Regions from separate parts of the Mus musculus genome. Here region 2 is linked to region 1. Evidence: chromatin contacts called from public promoter capture Hi-C data. All regions are on one chromosome and are shown on one strand. The core of a region is the stretch at or near the end of the contact, and the rest is flanking DNA. Distances in the headings are between cores, read along the strand shown. Region 1 holds the start of Mical2 (microtubule associated monooxygenase, calponin and LIM domain containing 2). Region 2 holds the start of Tead1 (TEA domain family member 1).

The links. Promoter capture Hi-C pulls out the DNA fragments that hold promoters and counts their contacts.
Region 2: a promoter capture Hi-C map of neural stem cells shows a contact between it and region 1. The contact joins the promoter of Tead1 here to the promoter of Mical2 in region 1. A contact is called at or near these places in 1 of 39 promoter capture datasets (neural stem cells), 2 of 484 Hi-C or Micro-C datasets (embryonic stem cells and uterus) and 2 of 115 datasets of contacts at active chromatin or transcription factors (cardiomyocytes and pancreatic cancer cells).

What each region holds. Positions count from the first base shown.
Region 1 is chr7:112,224,537-112,227,108 of GRCm38.p6, forward strand. It overlaps Mical2 (microtubule associated monooxygenase, calponin and LIM domain containing 2), which reads left to right and starts at 1,300. Exons shown (of 26, transcript NM_001193305.1): 1 at 1,300-1,485.
Region 2 is chr7:112,678,086-112,680,657 of GRCm38.p6, forward strand. It overlaps Tead1 (TEA domain family member 1), which reads left to right and starts at 1,271. Exons shown (of 13, transcript NM_009346.4): 1 at 1,271-1,641.

The DNA of each region.
Region 1 (2,572 bases), core at 50-2,549:
TGGAATCAGTTCCCCGTTTAAATACAGACACGTTAATATGCACACGGTCTTGGTAAATGACTCTGTATTACAGATCTCAGTTCCCCCATCTGTGAAAGGGGATGAGGATATTGAAAAGATCAATCTCTAGGTCTGGGTTTAAATGAGATGATGCATGGAAGGTGTTCATTGATTGGTGGTGACATGGTTAGAGTCCCACCAGAGTCAAGTACTGTCCCTCTTAGAGTCAGTGATGAGTTTTGCAGACTGAGTGGGGTTGAGTACCAGGTATAAAAACGCATCCACAGAAGTGGAGTGAATCCTAAGGACGCTGAGAGGCAAACTCTGAGAAACCCCAAGGCCTGGATGATGGAAACGCAAAGAGTATAGAAAAAGACGGGCCCCAGGTTTGGGGGTGGAGGAATTGCTGCCTGCACTTGCCTGGCCAAGGGGCATGCTCTCCAGAGGGTGGTACCCGGGGAATTCCAGCAGCCTGGAGTCATGGTACTGTTTGCCTTCGCCGCCCAAGCCTGCCTGCTTTCCTCCCGCTGGGTCAGCTCAGTTTCAAGAACATTTATGGACTCTGCATTGGGCCAAGCTGAATGATGGGCTGCGGGCCCCAGGGGTGAGTCAGTCCACTTGAATCCTATTTTCACTGCTGTCGCAGTGTCCGTATGAATTTCTCAGGACTTCGAGCCCGAACCATTCATTCAGAATTTTCGCTGAAACTGTGAGAGGCATGGTCATTCATGAAAGCGATCAGAAACAGGGGTTAGCCATTCGACAGCCAAGAAAGAGAAAGTGCGAGCGACCCAGTCAGTGCGATTGGTCTGTGTCACTACCCCATTTCCCACAGCTTTAGCCCAAGCAAGGCCAGTTCAAGAGAAGACCCAAGCAAGGAAGATTGCATGCAGAAAAGCAAGAAATGAGGGCCCAAGAAGGCCAGGCAGTCCTAGAAGTCCTTTGCTGTTCCCTCCAGTCCAGAAGGGACAGTGAGGCTGTCTTTCCAGCTGCCTAGGCAAAGCTTCGGGAGGCCCAGCTTTCCCCTCTCCCTGGACACCAGAACACCAAGGCCGGGTGTTCGTCTCATAGCAGCCCAGGGCTGGGTCTTCGACCTGTGGCCAGGGTGGGAGCGGCTAGGGCAGGGCTTCAGCCCACGTGCGTCCGAAGCTGCAATGGTGACAGCAACCCCCAGCCTGGTACTAACTGGGAGGGCGCTGGGGTGGGTTCCGCGCTGCATGACCATTGGTCGCGCGTCTCAAGCATGGGGTGGAGCCTCGCCTTCGGAGGCCCTGTCATTGGCCGAACCTCGATGGAGGCGTGTCCCAATCGGATCCTCCGCGGCTCACAGAACCGCAGGCACCCGGCCGGCTCAGCCTGCGCCGGGCCGCCTCGCTAGCTCCGGGCTCGGCAGGCGGCCCGCTGGGTCCCGGATTTCTGCGCCCTCAGACAGAGGACAAGAAAGGCAGGTGTTGACCTGAGGCCTGGAGGCCCGCGAGACCTTGGGTAAGACGGAGTGGGAGAAGGCTCCGGGGTGTGCGGGAGCGGGTGGGGACTGTGCCAGTCCCGGCTGGACTCCGCGCCCTACTGGACGCCCCGGAGGGTCAGGTGCGGCAGTTCCGTCCGGGATCTCAGACCCACCTGCGGGGTGCGCCGTGGGCTCTTCACCAATCAAAACTGTCATTCTAACCTCAGAAAACCCAACACACGCGCATAGTAGGCGCCCTTCAGCAGCAGGGTCGCCTGTCATCGTTCAGGGGAACGTCCCCAAACTTTGCTCTGTGCGATCTAGGCTCCCGTACCTTTCCCATCCTCTAACAGAGCGCCTTGCTTATTTTTATTTTATTATTATATTTTTCTGCTTCCTTTCTTCTCCTCCCTCCTTGATAACAGGAAGTTGGGCCAAATGTCAGTGGCCTGGCCAGCGGCGGGCTGGAACTCGGGCTGGTTGCTTGGCCGGTGGCGACGCTCCGAGGGTCCTGCGCTGCTGTTCCCTCTAGCTTGGGACCCCTGACAGCCTGTGCTTGTCCCTGCCCAGGAGCATCCTACCCTCGTGTCCTGCTCTGTCAGTGGCTAGCTGGCCCTGGGCTGGGGTCTCCCTTGCAGCCTCTGCCTGCTGCAGCTGTTCGGAGAGGGCGGGGTTAATTTATCCCAGGCCAGCCTCAGTCTTAGCCTCACCCTCACCGGCGGAGCTGGGAAGGGCCTGTACTGGACCGGGAAGAGGCGTGTTGAAACCAGAGTACTCTCCTGTCTCCTTCCACATTGTTTATTCTGGGCCTGGGTTTCTAAAGCGGAAAGAGCTCTCGTTTGCAAGGCCTTTCGCTGTCCACTATGTCTTAGGTGGTTTAGTGGGAGGATAAAGTCAGTAGCCCTTATGGATAGACCCGGAGAGAAGAAAGCTGGAGGTCAATTGGCCTTCCGCATTTGCCTCCTGAGTTCTCAGGTACCTGTGTCCTCTGCGTGCCAGCAATCTCCGCGAGGGGTGGGGGTGGGGGCAGTGGACCTAAAGCGTGGGACACCAGGATAGCCCCTGTTCATGTCCCAGGGGTTTCAAAGGTGATCAGTGCTGCCTTCTTCAGGCACAAGGAAGAGG
Region 2 (2,572 bases), core at 21-2,520, 450 kb after region 1:
AATACTCTGCTCGGGTGTGTGAAGTTCTTACTGTCAACCTGTCACATTACTGCATAGTAACTGGAAATAATACACATTTGTACCTGATTGCGGTGGACATCTACACAGGTGAGAAATTATAGAATGTATAGAATTAAAAAAATACACAGTGATGTGTACAAGTTGATCTGGAAAATCTGCTCGAAAATTAATACCCTGGCTGGGATATAATTTTGGTTGACAGGCGTGGGGAAGAGCTGAGTGAAGCGAACAAAGAATGTCTCTGTATTACTTTTTACAACGGCATGGGAGTCTTCAATTCTCTTGACGTATAATTTTAAAAATGCATTAGAGAAAGATATTTCTGCCTTTAAAACGCACTGGTAATCGTTGTTTCCGATCAAACGCGCTCAGTGAGTCCCATTGGCTTTCCTGAGTTATGCACACTCCAGGAATCCTCGGGCACAAAACAGGCGCCATTAGTTTGTTCTGAAGCCAGAGCTGAAAGAAGGAAGTCCCGGTGCGGGAAGGGCCGGCTCCTTTCTGGGAAACTACGGACTGCTACCGGCCCAAACTGCCAGCATGTCTGTCCCAGCCTCCGTTAACTTTACCGGAGTTTCTCAAGTACTGAGGCGCCGTCCACTCCAAAAAGAGTTCAAACCTTTTATGATTGATTCTCACTTTCTCCATAAAGGGACGGCACAAAGCTGCTTTTTGCAGCCAGGCAAGACTTTATTTATTTTATTTAACCGGGTGCAGGATTTCTGTAGACTCAACTCGCAGCACGAGTGAGCTTCACTTCTAGAAAGACAGGGCAGGAGGCGGGCGAGGACTCCGTGACGCTCCAACCCGGAGTTCGCAAAGCCCAGAATTTGCGCGAGCACCCCGAACTTGGGTAAAGCGAAACGGCTAGAGGAGGAGTGGCGGGCTGGGGAAGCCGCCCACTCCGGCCTCAGTTTCCTGAAGAGCAACCTCCCTTCCAGCCTGGGAGCGTCGTTGCCTGTGCAAACCAGGAGGGGGTAAACTGAGGCACAGCAGGCGGAGGGCGCACACCCGGCATTCCTAGTATCCGGCCGCCCCGCCTCGGACCGCACAAAGCCCTGAGCCCCCGCCATCGCGCGCGGCTCGCTCCCCCGTGGGCGCCAAGTCCCGCCCCACGCGTCCCGCCCCACACCATGACGTCACCGCGGCGGCAGGCCCCGCCCCATCCAGGACCCGGCGGCATGACGTCACCGAGGCCCCACCCCTCCGGAGCGAGTTCGGTCCTGGCGTTCATTTCATTCCTGTCCTCATTCCGCACATTCTTCGCATCGCTCGCGCCGCGCCGCGCCGCCCGAGCCGAGCCGAGCCTCCGCGGCCCCGCCGCCCGCCGCGGGCGCCCCCCAGCACTTCGCACACTCGCTTCCAGCTCGCGGGGAGTCCGCGCGCCGGGGCCCGGGCCCGGGGCGGCCGCGGCGGGGCGCAGGCCATGCGCTGACCCCCCAGCGCGCAGCGTCGCCGGAGCGCGGGCAGCTGCCCCGGCGCGCCCTGCCCGTCCCGGGAGCCGGCGAGGCCGGGTTGGGGCTGCCCGGCGCGGGAGTACCGCAGGGAGTACCGGCTGGAGTAACGCGGGGGCGGCGGCCCAGCGCCCCGAAGTTTGCCGCGCCCGCTCGGGCTGCCGTGGTAAGTTGCGCGCGGGGCGGACTCGGGGGCGCGGGCTGTCTAGGCGTCACCGCGATCGGCGCTTTGTGTGCGGCTCCAAGAGGGGAGCGGCCCCGCCGCCCTGCAAGTTGGGCCGCAACCCTGCGCGGCAACAGGCGGCCCCGCTCGCCTTTCTGCGCGCCCCTCTCTCCAGCGTCCCTCTCCCGCGCACCTCGCTCCTTGCCTGGGAAGCGCCGAGTTTGGCGCGATCGCGGGTGGGAGAGCGTTCGGCGCGCAGCTTAGAGCCTGCAGCCCGGTGACTCCCCCGGCGCCCGGCCCCTTCGGGGTCCGCGCCGATCCGGGCTCCTCCTCCCGGGAGATGAAAGAGGGCTCTCTCGCTCTTGCCGCCTCTCCAGAGCTGCCGCCGCCGCCGCCGCCGCTCCAGTGCACATTCAAGTGGAAAATTTTCAGGAGTCAGCAGAAACATTGTGTCCAAAAAAGACTGAGTCGCACTTACCACCAAACCCGGGAGTAGACTCTCCCTGGAAAACTTCCCCTCGGTAGGAAATACTGGGGGATTTGTTTGTTTATTGGAGGAGATACGATCCCCAGGAGGACCCCAAAAAAAATCTGGGGACACTTTTAGCCTTTGTTCGCGAAAGCACCACTTGTTTTCAAAGTCTAGAGGCCCGTTTGAAAGAAAGTTCAACTTCTAGGAGTTTCCTTTTTCTTTTTTAATGCATTTTTTAAAATAATCAAAGCTACATTTTAAGAAGTGGGGCTCACACTTCACTTATCTTCTTCCCGTGAAAATAAAAGCCAGACTAATTTTCCTCGGTCTTAATCGTCTTCCTTTTTAAAGATTTATTTTAAGTTGAATGGTGTCACCCGTATAAAAATATTTATGAAACAATGAAATACCAGCCACCAGCGTTTCTCAGGAGGCTTGTTAAGTTCTTAGAAGCTGTCTGTG